3 separate regions of the Mus musculus genome follow, and regions 2 and 3 are each linked to region 1. The links are chromatin contacts, called in public Hi-C and HiChIP or PLAC-seq maps. All regions are on one chromosome and are shown on one strand. The core of a region is the stretch at or near the end of the contact, and the rest is flanking DNA. Distances in the headings are between cores, read along the strand shown.

Region 1 (4,942 bases), core at 1,408-3,907:
AATTAAATACCTTCCTTTATAAGAGTTGCCTTAGTCCCAGTGTCATTTCAGAGCAATAAAACATTAACTAAGACGCTCACCTAGAAATTTCAGGGTTTCTTCTGCCTTGGTTTTCTACATGCTGAGAACATGAGCAGTGCCTTTCAATGTATATATTGCCTGTCTCTAAAATGTTATTTATTTGGCAGTTTGGATGTTGGTGGCATATATATATATATACATATATATATATATATATATATATATATATATATATGCATACCTTACATATGCACACCTTGTGTATACACACACACACACACACACACACACACACACACACATATATATATATATATATATATATATATATATATATATATACACATACCTTGTATCTATGCAGGAATTACAAGGGTTGGAGCAGAAATATAATATACAAAATAAGTAATGGAGGTCTAGATAAACAGGTACAAACTCTTCTAGTCAAAATGTAGGAAGTATTAAGTTAGTTGGAGACAATATTTTTAGCATAATTATTTTAAAAGCTACTTTGTAAGGCTACTTTGTAGTAGTTATTATATACTCTAAAGTGGCCAGTGCCACTTCATATAGCAGTAAATGCTTATGCAATAATGTAACCTAAGCAAGCTCATCTCCTAAGGATATTCACAGTAAGAAATTCAGCGGCAGATTCTCATTATTGGCTGTTCTTTGCTTATAGAGCACAGTGTTTTCTACTGGATGTGTGACAAAATAGAAAGGTGCAGAGTTCCAGCAATCAGAATAAATGCCTCAAACATCTGCAGCTATACATATGTGGAGCATACAGCTGTGTTTATTTCAAAGATAACACATTTACATGCCTACAATACATTTACTTAAATGTATATTTTATGCATGTGAGAAATTCAAACAAGGGCATTTTCTCTATGTGAATATGCATTTGAAAAACGACTCACATCTATTCTCCACATTTATTTAAAGCTAACAGTATTTATTTATACAATATACTTATTACTACACAATCATAACTCTTTCAGAATAAAACATTTTTAAAAGATTAAAGAAACTTAAATGGGAGCATAGGTCACACACAATCAAGAAATCTTTGGGGTGGAGTTATTCATAGTTCAAGCTTTAAGAAGAATTTGGAAATTCAGCAAGATTAGAAAATAAAATCATTTGCCACAAAATATATTCCTTCTATTCCAAAAATTTTGTCACAACATGGTGTCCATTTTATTTGAACAAGGAAGCATATATGTTGGGACTTCACTATTTCCTCTCTCCTCCAAGCAACACACATATACAATCCTCATTAAGAACATTTATTTAATGTCATTGAATTCTATCTTTGTTTCATTTTAAAGATCCTGAATACCAGAAAATGATCTAGCAGTACAGAAAATAAAATCACATTTTGGGTTTCATTTCTCAATAAGATATCATGGGAGACTTCAGAGATATCTATTTATATGTGCCTACATTCTTTTTGTATGATGTTTTGCCTTTTACAAACTTTTGTAACACTTGAAGGGATATTATTATTATTATTTTAATATTTTATTTTTTAATTTCTGTCATGTAGTACATCTCAACCACAGCTTCCCCTTCCTTCCTTAGATCTCTTCCTCCATTTCTTCTTCAGAAAAGAGCAGGCCTCCGAGAGACAACAGCCAAACTGGAAAAAACAGTATACAGTAACACAAGGTGAAATCTCTTAATTTGAAGTTGGACAAAAAAACCCAATAGGAGGAAAATAGTTTTAAAAGCAGGCAAAAGAATGAGAGACATGCTGGCTCCCACTGTGTGGAGTCTCAGGAGAACACAGCAAGTCATAACAAATGCAGGGGACCTGGCATGGACCCATGCCGCAGGCCCTATGCGCTCCACACAGACTAACTGTGAACCTATGTGAGGCCCGCTTAACTGATTTGGTGGGCCATGTTCTCCCGCAGTCCTCCATCCCCTCTGACTCCTACTGTCTGGGTTTTAAATTTAGTTTATGTCAGTATAAAGAGAATCACTCTTTGTTCAGTGGCTTGTTCATTTATTAAATAAACTCACCTGCTTCTAGTCTGGAAGCAGACTATGGATAATAATACTACTTCCCAGGAGGTTTTGTCGGGATTGTAAAAGCATAATTTAGAGAGCAGTCGGTGATCAAAACCATTCCAAATGTTAAATAACTCAATATTGTCTGCTCCTGTTTTACAGATGCGAAAACTAAGTTCCCGAAACAGGCCTGCAATCACAGTCGTTTGTCACCTTTCAGCAATTGCTTTCCCTAAATTGACTCTCTTGTTAAAAGTTAAAAATTAAAATAAAAGTATCTTATCCTACCCTAAGTCCTGCTCCTTGAATCTCTTTGAATGTGTTTCACTGTTGGAATGTTTTCCTAAGGATATGACTAGATTTAGGTGTTTGTGTGTAAAAGGTGGAAGTGGTCACTCATTAAAATAACTTTTGGTTTTCGTTTTATGTTTGTGAAAAGAAGTCAGGCTCCTTTCTGTTAATGTCTGCATCCTAGGAAGTACTGAAGCTCTAAGGTGTAGAAATGATGGACCTAAGAGCACACACAGTCCTGGAGGCTCGCAGGGAAGGCCTAGCCAATCAGAGTGTAGACTGAAGGCTGGCCCCGCCCCTCCTCGTCTGGCCCTCCTGGAGTAGGGGTGTGCGGCTCTTCGTCCCGCCCCTGCCTCTGAGTGACAGCAGCGTGGACAGCTGCCCACCCGGCCGGACCCGCAGTTGGGCCGCCCTCGCTGGGCAATGCTGAGGTGTGTTTCCGGCGAGGGCTTGGGGGTTCGGGGTCACAGTTCTCTTGATGCGGGCCCAGGGCTGGAAACGCGCTTTCCCAGCGTCTCCCAGCCCCGTGGAGACTGTAGATCTGGCCTGGGGAACAGCCCCAGGCGCTGGGCCTGAGCATCCGGAGGCTCCTCCAGGGGATCTGGGCTCCGAGCCCAGCAGGGAGACCTCCTTTTCGACTGTTTTGGCTTCTCCGGCCCAGAGAGAATGGCCAGACTGGGGTGGGCGTGGCCGCCTGGGTTGCCGAGCAACGCGGGTGCGCCCTGCCAGCGTGTCCTAGTGCTCCAGGACCTTGCAGAAACTCTCAGTCCCACCCACTTCCCCAGGTTTACCCTAGGCTGGGGATTAATTAGCTTGCTGTGCTGTCCACTAATTTGAGAGGCCTCCTTGTAGTTACAGGTGACTCTAGTTTCTACTAATCCTGCTTAGGCCGCCGCCGCCTCCTGTGTTTTAACTCCGATTTACTCTTTCCTGTTTCCCTTTTATGGGAACAGTCTTGTAAGCCAAAATATTTGTAGAGTTGCTTTATTGGTTAGTGGTAGTGGTGAAGTGGGGTTACTTTTTCTGATGTTTAGTGAATCCCCGAACCCAAACGATGTTGTATGTGGATATGCTCTGTGATATGCTGTCTTTCACTTAACCTAATGTAATGAACTTCCTCTGGAAGTTGCAACTCATTACAGCAAGGACTTTCATATGTGATTTTCCTTGCAGTCTATTGTGAAGTATGTTAAACTTCTAAGCACTTACTATTGAGTCCATATTTAATGATCAACTACAAGATAACACAGATAAATACTGCAAACATCTTCTTCCCTCATATCTTTTGGCCCCACATGATTCAGAAGAACAAACATTCTATAGGAAAACACAGACAAGAAGGGAGCTGGCTTTAATTTTCCATGCCAGGGTTCCAGTGTAAATCCTCAGGAAGAGAGTTTCTCTTGGCCTGCTGTTAACAGTGGCCCTCAGTAAGGAAGCCCCTTCGTTTCCCTTAGTTGAGAACCTTCAATCATCTCATCTATAAAGTTCTCAATCTAGTATCTATCCTAGCAGGATTGATTTAAAAGTATAATTACAATAGTGATCTGCAGTAATCCAAGATGTTATTGGTTATAATGTCCGTTTGTTCTTATCTTAGGGTATTTTTAAATGTTCTTGACTTTCCTCATTTCTTTGGCTAGTAGAGTGGTGAGGATTATGTCCATCCATCTTTCCTCGATTAATTCATTGTTACTGCTTAGGTAGCACACAAAGGGCCTTGCATAGTTTATCTGCCCTTAGTATTAGTCCCCCACCACCCAAGAATACACAGAGAAGGGGTTGTGGTTTTGTAGGGGCTCTTGGAGATATTAGGAAATGTTCGTGTTAAATCTAATAATGTCCAGTTTTTGATGTCACCATTTTGAGATGCCAGAGAAAGCTTTGAGTAATCCTGTAGATTGGGCAGCATTTAAATAGGAAGTGGAAGCTTTATCGAGACCACCATTTTCCTTTAATTTAGGACACAATAATTACTTTCCCCCATGTCTCACTAAGGAAAACTTGGAGCAGAGTTTTTGTTTTGTTTTTTAGTTTATTTTTTTAACTCTTTCTTTCAAATAGCCTTTAACCCCATTTCACTATCCAAATAAGGTCATCACAATTTATCTCATTTTTACTAACAATCAACAGAAACATCGAATGTTGAATAACTTGTTACTTTGTTTCAATGTAAGCCCTTGATCATGTCTATGAAAGAACATTCAGGAGAAGAAAACGTAGTGCTATAGGACAGTGTTAAATTGTACTTTGAGATAAATGTTAAATGTGTAAAATTTCTTCTGCATCAGTCCTCATTTTGGACAAATTAACAAACAGAGTCTTATTATGGTAAGTTCATGCAACTGTAAAATCATTACCTGACTCTTTCTTACAGCTCACGTTTTAATGTACATAAAATATCCTGGTTGCTTTCAGTTTCTGGTAGCTGTAACGCTCTGTCTGTTCCAGCAATGCCCCAGTTCCTGAATAATGACTCGGAGGCTTATTATTTAATACTAGATGTCTAGGCCTTAAGCTCTTAAGAGTTGTTTAAACTAGCCAACTACCTCTTAACTCAATTATCCTGTTGATACTATTCTATGTCTGTTACATGGCTGGTTACCTCTCTTCA
Region 2 (4,942 bases), core at 1,171-3,670, 340 kb after region 1:
GATGGGAGCAAATGTCCCACCCCTCCCAGGAGAGCATGGAAGGAAGAAAAGAAAGGCAATGTGAACAAAGGTAGTTGTGCCAAGGAAGGAAGGGATGGAAATTTACTCATTCTCATGGAGTGACTGATTATACCCACTAGGACATTGCATATTTAAAAAGAAGCTGCCCATATGAAGAAGGGAAGCCATGCAGAGGCAGACCTTCAACAATGGGTTGGAATACTGTGAAACTTCAGCATCTTAATCAGCATCCTCAAGGCATCCCAAATCTATTCTCTGTCACATTCTATTCTACTTAGTTTCTCCTTTATGTTCATTTTTTATCACATTTTTTTTCAAGAAACTTGCTTTATAAGTTGTTGAGTGCCTAGTACATATTTAATGTCAGAAATATAGCCATGGCCAGAGTGACAGGACTCCTTGCTTCATGAGGCTGATGTTCCACTGTTGATAAACAGTGGTCAAGTATCTGACCAAGAGCAGAAATCTAAAAGGCTAATGTGTCAAAGAATGCCTGCAGGGATTTAGAAAGAGTGTAAATATGTTCGTCTGAGGAGGTGACATTAAGCAGAAACCTAAAAGATAAGAAGCTATGTGTATAGAGCACAGTGAAAATGAGGTCTTTGGCAGAAATGATCCTGGCTTTCAAAAAAAAGTAATTAGAAAACTATTAGGGGAGGCAGCCAAGGGCACTGAGACATTCAAAGACTCTAAAATACTTAAACCTAGGGACTTTAAGGTTCAGGGTAGGAGTAAAAGTTATACTCAACAGAAATTTAGATATTGAGACAGTAAAAGGTATTGGATTTATTGAGAAAGAAACAGACAATTCTCATCAAAAACACGCTCATGTGTAGAGTCCTTTATTCCTGGATTTACTATAAAGATATGGGAGAGAGCTTGTCGCAGCGAAAGTCATTGGTCAAGAAACACACACAGTCCTAGACTCGCAAAAGTAAATTCCCGCGGTATTTCTTTTCTCCTGGCGCGCTTCCCTGGTGTTTGTCCACATAGCTCAGGCTGAGGCTTTATTGAAAGAAGGATTCACCAGGAGGCTTCAAATGGGAAGCAATTAAACAAAGAGCCCACTGACAGACGCACAGTGTTCAGGATCTTACATCCACTGCACCAAATAAGGAATGACCATGTCTGGGGAGCTGTGTTTTTCTGAGGACTTTTAGACAAGCATTTCCTGCTTTGTTTGGAGACTTAGGAAGAATGGAATGAATGTCCGCTTTGATTCTCACGGGTTGACCTATTTTGACTGTTTTCAGGAAAATAATCTTAGAGTCCTCTTTGAACTTCAACCAAATTGCCTTCTTAAAAAAATGTATTAAGACAACTGACTTCATTTTCTTCCCAGATTATTTTGGAGCTGGTCTGAGAAGAGCATATATGTTTTCTCCAAATTCATTGTGGAAATGGTTTGCTGCGTGTTGTGAAAAGCAAGTTTAGTTTCATTTCCTCTGCCGACTTTTCAACCTGACAGTGCTAAATGGCGAGAATTCTTTGGGATTATGGTGTGTGTTTTGAGAGAGATCCTGGAACAGATGGTTATTTTCAGCCATTTTGTCACTGTGGCAAGATACTGCTGCTGTGTGCAGAAGAGAGAGAGGACCTTTCTTTGAAAAAAAGGAAAAAAAATCACATAAAATTCAGAAGAGAATTCAGTTTCCCATACCAAGTATAGATATTTTACTATTCTCTTCAGAAAGCATGAATTTCAAAACTGTATTTTATATGAGAAAAATAATTCTCCCACTGAGAGATCTCTGGGAAAGACAATTTTTAAATATTGAAACAGGTAGAATGTTTTGCCTTTCCGATTTTTCTGTTACGGAGAATCTGGACTCTTGCACATCTTTCCTTAGCTTCCAGGCCATCGGATTGCACGAGGGCAATATGAAATGCTAATTCCCGCATCAGGAGTTCCATGGATTCCCTGTGTGCTCTGCTCCCAGACCCTGAGAAACACATCCATCAGGCCTTGGTCTGACTGAACACAGGTAGATGGTTTATAGACTGTTAGCCCACACTGCTGCTTTAGATTTGCGGGATTACTCCACAAGAACAAGGCAGGTTCTATTTTTGACATTTCAGCAAAGAGACCACTTGTACACTACGGCCTGAGTTGATTTACTGTAAGAAAATAAGAGTGCTGTAATTTGTAAGACATTTATTACATGAGTCCAATTTTTTTTTTTAAAGAAACGCTCGGTGTCTCTGTCCATCCCATCTGGTTTTATTTTAAACTTGCTCTAGTCACATATGAAATTTTGCTTAGCTGTCTTCATTTTCTTAGTCAATCTTGATTAATGGCCTTCAAAGTAAAAATAATTGGCCTGCATCAGGGTTGTTTTATAACTCTTGTTCGCAAAGAATGTGAGAGGCTGGAAAATGAGCCTAAACAGAAGGAATGCATTACGTTGGTCTTTGAGAAAGAGCAGTCCTTCGCTTGTGTTTCACTGTGTATTTTTATAACAGGCGCCTCCTTGACCGTCCGCGATATTGCAGATATGCAGAGCCAGGACTTATGTATACTTCATCAAATCGGCCATGGCGGCTCAACTTCCCCACACACTACACATGTGAGGCTAGAACGTCCCCAGGCCAGCGTGGTACGGCTGGGAAGCCTGAAAGTTAATCATCTAGCAAGCCCAGTCTGTGAGACCCAGAAGTTAAAGCAGGGCAGGGGGCTAATTGTCACTGAAGTTTAAATGGTTTGTTTATAAAAGACTTCTCCAGCCTGGGCATTCCCCAGCCCCACTTTCCTCAAAAGTGTGTTCAACTTTAAAGGAGTTAAGGGAACCGTGCTCGCCCTATGACCACTGTGGGTTGGGACTCAAGCTCTGTTTCCTTTCAAGATCTTCACTTCTGGGAGAGCCTGACAGTTACAGAAATAAATTTGAGTTCAAACACAGACACACACAGACATAGACAAAAAAACCACATAGACACACACACTCAAGATACACAGACATACAGGCACATAGAGACACAGACAAACATAGAGTCACACGGATAAACACAGAGATACACAGACACAAACAAAGACATACACACAGGCACACACAGAGAAAAACACACAAAGACACAGACACACAGAGAGGAAAAGACAGAGAGAGACACAGAGAAAAGCAGAAAAAGATACCCAAACATAGATACACACAGAGATTCATACATTCACACCAAGACATACATACTACATACATATATACTCACACAGACACACGAATACACACACAAACAGACACATAAAGACATACATATATATAGACACACAGGCATGGATATACAGAGAGACACAGATGAGTTAATCTTTCTAAATAATATGCTATTATATAAATAGATAGTATATGGAGCATAAATAGCAAATCATGTTATCACTAGTGTTAGAAAGTTAACCTAAAAGATTCAACTTCTCAAAAATTCTAATACCAGGTTCAATAACCTAGATTTGTACAAATTTTGAATGTTCTTATATCTGGTGTTTAAAACAAAAACACAATTAAAATTCCTTTAGGTTTCAATTGATGTTAAACATACATCGATTCACAGTAACTTATCCACACCAGCAGGCTCACTGCCCATAGCAGGCAGGCGGCTGTTTGGGCAGTGCTCTGTGAGAGCCATTATTTCCTCTTGTTCAGAGCCCCAGGGCTGGCTGAGCCTTCGGGAGGTGAGGTACAAGATGGAAGGGGTGGAGAGCAGCTCCCTGATGCTGGTAAAAGCTTTTTGACAGTTCTACTAAGTAACTACAGCCGAGGCCTTGATTAAATAGCTATTATGCTCCACATGTTTTCCTAAAAGGAAAATTAAACCCATTCTCAGCAGGAAAGGAAGGATGCGTATGGCACCAGGCTGTGGCACAGGGGAAAATGCTGGACTGAGAACTTAAACCCACAAGGAAACATGAAGTTTCCTGGGCCTCTTCCTCTTCCTCAGGCTTCTACCGCATTGCCTCTTCCTAACCAGTTTCTCCTGTTCCTTCAGTCTCTAATTTCTCTCTTGGCTAATGAGCCAGGGAGTCTTTTTCATGCTTTTCTCCTGCCCTCTCAGCCTGCTGGATTCCAAACTCGAGGCTGGATATGGAGGGTATTGTGTTAGGTATAGTAAGCCAGACCCAGAAAGACAAGCTTCTGTCTTTGCCTCCGTATCCAGTCTAGAGTCGTTCAGAAGTGAAGTTGAGTAAATATTATTGGGAAGAGGAAAAGGAGCAGTGAGGGAGGAAAGGAGAGAGAGGAGACAGTAATAGGAGTGAATGTGTACAGAGTGCATGACATTCAATGTCACAACGAAACCCATTATTTTGTACAATTAATAGACACTAATGTTTTTTAAAGAAATGAGTTTTTTTTTACTGCCTGGGAAGGCAATTCTTCTTCCATGCATCTTACAATAGTTATACTTTCCAGAATAATGACAGAACCATGGACAATGTCCTAGTCTCTCAAGCATCCTACCTTCATTACTCCAGAACATTCACAAATTACCCACATGAATTCATAATCTAGCAGATGCTGCTAATCCGGGTAAGTTTGTTTACTTAGAAATGTATTACTCTAGAGACCTGCGTTTGGTCAGTTCTTATTAGTATATGTCCATGCACCCCATTCAATGTATTATTTCAGTTTATTTTTATAACAGAACCAGCCTCCACAAGACCAAGAGCTTTCCTCCTATTGATGCCAGACAATGCCATCCTCTGCTACATGTGCGGCTGGAGCCATAGGTCTCTCCATGTGTACCGTTTGGTTCGTGGTTTAGTCTCTGGGAGCTCTAGGGGATCTGGTTGGTTGATATTGTTGTTCTTGCTATGGGGTTGCAAACCCCTTCAGCTCCTTCAGTCCTTTCTCAAACTCCTCTATTGGGACCCCGTGCTAAGTCCAATGGTTGACTGCAAGCATCTGCCTCTGTATTTGTCAGGCTCTGGCAGAGCCTC
Region 3 (4,942 bases), core at 1,770-4,269, 330 kb before region 1:
ATATTTGTTTGGCAAAAGGATATGGTTTTGAAATAGCTGATCCCACTGACGATTTATGAATATATATCTGTGACATCTTCATAGAGCTGAACTCTTTACTCAGTCAGGAACATTTCAGAAGCACAGTAAGCAAGACAGATCCAGGTTTTGTTCACAAGAACTTTGGATTCTGATAGGAAAAGTAGGCATTTAATATACAGCAATGGGTGTAGTTAAGAAAGTAGGCCAAGGCATACAACATTTGCATCTAGCATTCTTTCCTCTTTCTGGACAAAAAGAGATGCCCACACTTCTGTCTCTTTTGAAAAACAAGAGTAACATAAACATGATCTTTCTCTATGTGAAAAATTAAATTTGGTGGTTGAAAAATGCCCATGATTTATCTTTTTGGTCATAATGGATGAGATGTAAAGGAAGAGTTGGGAATAAGGCTTGGGAGTGCATGTCAAAATTTTGTCATGTGTGTGCTGATTTATGATGACTTTGACAGGGCTGTGAAAATGCATTAATCTCTGAACAGGCAGCCACATATCTTTATGTGCACGTATACCCAAGAATTTCCTTTTAAACCTACCACTAGGTCTCTCACTGCCTGAGGCCTTTTAAATGCCTTAATAAGGTGTCAAAATTAGTAAATTATTGAGCCTATAATTATTGAACTGGTTTTCTTACATTTAAATCCCCATGCCTCCAATCTAGTGCTCATTTCTATGAGATTAGTTTCCTTAAGCTCAGTCCATTCTACTTAGTTACCCTGTTTAAAATACTTTGAGTAGCTCCTAGGTTCAATCAATTGTATCTATCTCATAATAGCAATACAGCATCCTTCTTTGTCTGGCCCCATGTGGACTTTAATTGCATCAATAATCACCTTGCTCCATCAAGCCCCAAATCTTGACTCTTTCCCAAAGCCCACAGCACACTCTATGCCTTGCCTTAGTTTTATTTTTTCCAACTATCCCACGGCTTTCCACTGACTCCCCACCCACTGTGCTTCCTGTTCAACATTTGGTTCCATCAAATATTAAGTAGTAGGGGTTGGACCTAAGCACCAGCTCATTAATGTTTAGCATTATATTGGTGGCTAAGGATTACCTGAAATGGTGCTTCCCAGGATATATCTGCCAATTTTGATATGGCAGAAGGATAACTTACTAAACCTCGTCTCTTTGCCTTTCTACCAAGTATGGTTTAGAGACGCTTTTTTCCCAATCAGCTTCCTCTGTTGTGCATTCTTCAGAAGAATGGGTGCCAGGGATAGGGACTGGTCCATGGATTACTATGGACTTTGCAACTAGGGATCTTTGCCTCTTAGTTTGGTGGCTGTCAATCATCCATCATCTTAGTACTTATAAGATGCAGCATCCCAATACCAGTAGAAACCCTAAGAGTGAAATACTTGCATTTCTTAATTTTTTAAAAGTTTGTTATGAAAACTTTGCAAATTAATAAAATCATCACACACCAAATGTAACCAGAGTTGTAAACAGTTACTCATCCCAGGCTATTCCACTCTGAGCATCACTGGCCCATAGGGGGACAAACTGTGAGACCATCTTGGTATCCCTGATGAGTTAAAAAAGCAGAGGAGTGATGGAGAACAGTGATCCCTTGTGGGTACAGGACATCCTTTGACAATAACAGGAACAGTCAGAAATTGTTGAGTGTCTGGGGACAATTAAACAAATACCTTTAAGATCCATTTGGTGTTTTCTTTAGCATCAGGTACTGGAAAGGCAAGGATGAAATATATACAGTTCTCAGTGATCCACCTCTCTCTCTCTCTCTCTCTCTCTCTCTCTCTCTCTCTCTCTCTCTCTCTCTCTCTCTCTCCCCCTCTCTCTCCTCGACTCTCCTCCCTCCTCTCCCTCCCCTTTTGTTTCCTTTCTTTCTCTTCTTTCTTTTTATCTTTTGAGAAATGGTTCTGCTATGTCGTCCAGGCTGGTCTCAGTCTCTTGATCCTCCTGCCTCATCCTCAGAGTACTAGCATTATAGTTGTGTATGTCACAACACTGGAATCCAGTTCTAGTTGTTTAGACTTTATCCTTGTTTCTACATCTCCATAATGTTACTGTCACCAGTGGTAATATATTGGAAATAATATTAAGGAAAGTTTAACTATATTTACTTAATGTTACTCTCTATAATTTGACTTATAATTATATTTTATAACGTACATGATACATAGTAGAAGCTATATATTTGTGAATAGCACTATGGATATATTTATCCTAATCACTCCGTTTTATTTAACTGATCTGATACAACTTAAAACCCTTTGTTTTTAACTGCCTTTGCCATGAAGAAACCTGATTCTTTAGTCTTTATTCACCAACTAACTCCTCTTTTCTTATAGCTCAAGCCTAGGAAGCCCATCTGGTAGACTCTCCCTGGAATTAATGAATTTCCTTTCAACACTTATCCATGGGAGCAGGAATGTTAGTTCACACTTTACGTATCTCATTTTATTCATTTATTTCTGATCATGCATTGGAACCAACGCTGCCCTTTGACATTTACAGTTTTCATTTCAGTATGTGTTGGTTTGAAATTTGAAATCTTGATCCTAATTTCATGAGCTTAGCTTAGCATGCACACCTCTTTGCATAGTCACGATAACTGGATACATAGCTTAGGTGTATAGTGTACCAGATCTGAAAGCTGGCCTTTAAAGTTCCGTCTTATACCTATGATGTGACTAAAATAACTTGGCATGCCCTTAATGAATCTGAACTACAAAAATTTATAGTCTTAGTTTTTTAAACTACTAGTTCAATGTTAGAAAATCCAATGATTACTAAATATCAAATACTTATTTCTATGGATAAAGTGCAGAGGAGCAATTTAATTTCTTTTCTTTTCTTTTTAAGTTGGACTCTGGATCAGAGATTTTTCTTTTTTGTAATAGATCTAAATTTATATCAGCTGGCTACTGTTTCCAGAACAGCCTTGTCACAGCCGTACATCATCTCATCTGAGCAACTACAGTAAATAATTGGGCCCGTGAGACATGGTTTTCCATCTTCTCTGCAGTGACGCCCTATAACCTCTGGGTTCTCCCCTGGGTCTGCAGGGTGATGGTACTGTTGCCTCTGGCCTTTTCATTTATTATTTATTTCATTTATTGCAGGCCTCAGAACAAATTGGAATTGGCAAAAATGGAGAGCGAGACTGTGGGATGATAATAGGCAGGGTCCACATGATTTCTCAGAACTGCAGGAGAGCAGAGAGGCAAGAGAAGGGTGTATTTGTACAAGGAGATGGTCCAAGCCAGGAGACTTTGGATGCTTTTAGAAAACACTTGTGCCTTGGTGATGTTTTCAGTTCTTCATTACAGTGAGCTGGCTGAATAAATAAAAAAAATTAATTTTGTTTTCTTGTGGTCTTGTAAGTCATAATACAGTCTTGATTATAGAAGACGAGAGAGGAACTGACCAGGAAATGGGCACATACATGCAGCCTGCTTCCCACAAGCAAAACCACTCTCTAAACCTCAGTTTCTCTACTCCCTCCGCATGCTAGTAACCCTTTCCTGAAATAAAAAAAGGACAGCTCAGCGTTTATGCATAGCACACTGTTTTCATTGGCTTTTAGTTAATTAGATATCTTCGACTTTTGTGAGAAGGATAATTTGCTACAATAAAAGTAAATATAATTCAGTGGGTTTTATCATACAATACTCATCTTGGACCAATTCTTCTGAAAGCAGAAAGATTTTATTATTTTTAAAATTCTGGTTTGGCAATGCGAGGGATTGAACCTAGGATGGCACACAGCATGTGACAAGTGTGCACTCTGCCTCTGGACCAAGGTTCCCAGCATCTGACAAGGAGCTTGTCAGTAGTGTGGTCCCAAGTGATATCAAGGAAGGCATTGTATTTACAGACAGATGAGAACACGTGAAGTGCCTGTCTCACCAAGCAGCCAATATCGTCGGTGCTTAATGCAAGTGGGTTTCTTTTTTTAACTGAAGCGTGTGCTACACATAACCCCCTCCGCCACACACACACTCAGAACAAACAGGTGTACACCTATTCTGTCACTCAGGATTTAGGATCTACACATGGATCCCGTGTTATGTATTTCTATGATGTGTGACCCTGAGCGAGGTGACAGACAAGAAATTTCATTATGTATTCTTCAGGGGAGGAAACTGAGATTTAGAAAGGAAACATAACTTGGGAAATTGCTTATGTAGGGTTCAAACTCAGATCTGTCTAACTCCACTAATTCTACTCCTAATCAGTATGCGAGACTGCCTCTTAGGCCATGCAGCTAACTCATGCTATCCAGGTGAGTTTGTAGTTACATGGTGCCATGTAATGCAGCTCTACTAAACTATTTAAACATAAACACTGAACAAGAGCAACTTCTTCTGCCCAGTTTCTGTGGGCTAGGAAATTAGTAGAATTCCATTTAACGAGTACGTGTGTGTGTGTGTGTGTGTGTGTGTGCGCGCGCGCACACGCGTGCGCGCGCATGTGTGTGCGCATGTGCAGGTTTGTGCTCAGGTGCCTGAGGAGGCCAGGAGAGAGCATTGGATTCCCTGGAGCTGGGGTCACAGGCCATTGTGTTGTGGGTCAGCTGACATGGAGGTTAAGAACCAAGTTTGAGTTCTCTGAGAGAGCAGCAAGTATTCCTAACTATGGAGCCATCTCTCCAGTTCCCAATTCAGAAATATCTTAACAAGTCAGTTCTGACTTAGGATCCCCTATCCAGTTGCTTGAGGATGCTGGCTAAAACTGTACTTCTCTGAAGGCATGGTTTATGCAGGAAGATAAACTTAGATGGTGTCTCACTTACATGGTTAGCAACTTGGTACCAGTCCAAACTGAATGTTTCTGCTGCTCTGGGTGGCTATTTCAGAGACTGCTGAGTGTCCCTAGCACGGTGGCTGGTTTTCTTCAAAATGAGTGACATGAAGGATCAAGGTTGATTCAGT

What was found. Hi-C and Micro-C count contacts between places; a contact is called where the count stands out from the background. HiChIP or PLAC-seq counts read pairs in DNA pulled down with a chosen protein or histone mark.
Region 2: a contact with region 1 is called in an H3K4me3 HiChIP or PLAC-seq map of embryonic limb bud, with 4 times the contacts expected there. The contact joins the enhancer-like site here to the promoter of Triqk in region 1. A contact is called at or near these places in 4 of 484 Hi-C or Micro-C datasets (adipose-derived mesenchymal stem cells, cerebellar granule neurons and uterus), 2 of 115 datasets of contacts at active chromatin or transcription factors (cardiomyocytes and embryonic limb bud) and 1 of 9 other capture datasets (liver).
Region 3: a Hi-C map of olfactory sensory neurons shows a contact between it and region 1, with 1.7 times the contacts expected there. The contact joins the enhancer-like site here to the promoter of Triqk in region 1. A contact is called at or near these places in 2 of 39 promoter capture datasets (embryonic stem cells and hippocampal neurons), 1 of 484 Hi-C or Micro-C datasets (olfactory sensory neurons) and 1 of 115 datasets of contacts at active chromatin or transcription factors (stem cell-derived neural progenitor cells).

What each region holds. Positions count from the first base shown.
Region 1 is chr4:12,904,180-12,909,121 of GRCm38.p6, forward strand. It overlaps Triqk (triple QxxK/R motif containing), which reads left to right and starts at 2,658. Exons shown (of 5, transcript NM_001171801.1): 1 at 2,658-2,759.
Region 2 is chr4:13,239,816-13,244,757 of GRCm38.p6, forward strand. No RefSeq gene overlaps it. Among named protein-coding and RNA genes, the nearest start is that of Gm46880, 40 kb to the right of the region's middle. Within about 2 kb of position 2,421, at least 54 of the 459 cell types and tissues checked have an H3K27ac peak or open chromatin away from gene starts, as enhancers often do. A contact at or near this core is called in adipose-derived mesenchymal stem cells, embryonic limb bud and uterus, where this site is marked.
Region 3 is chr4:12,575,257-12,580,198 of GRCm38.p6, forward strand. No RefSeq gene overlaps it. Among named protein-coding and RNA genes, the nearest start is that of Triqk, 330 kb to the right of the region's middle. Within about 2 kb of position 3,020, at least 2 of the 459 cell types and tissues checked have an H3K27ac peak or open chromatin away from gene starts, as enhancers often do. A contact at or near this core is called in olfactory sensory neurons, where this site is marked.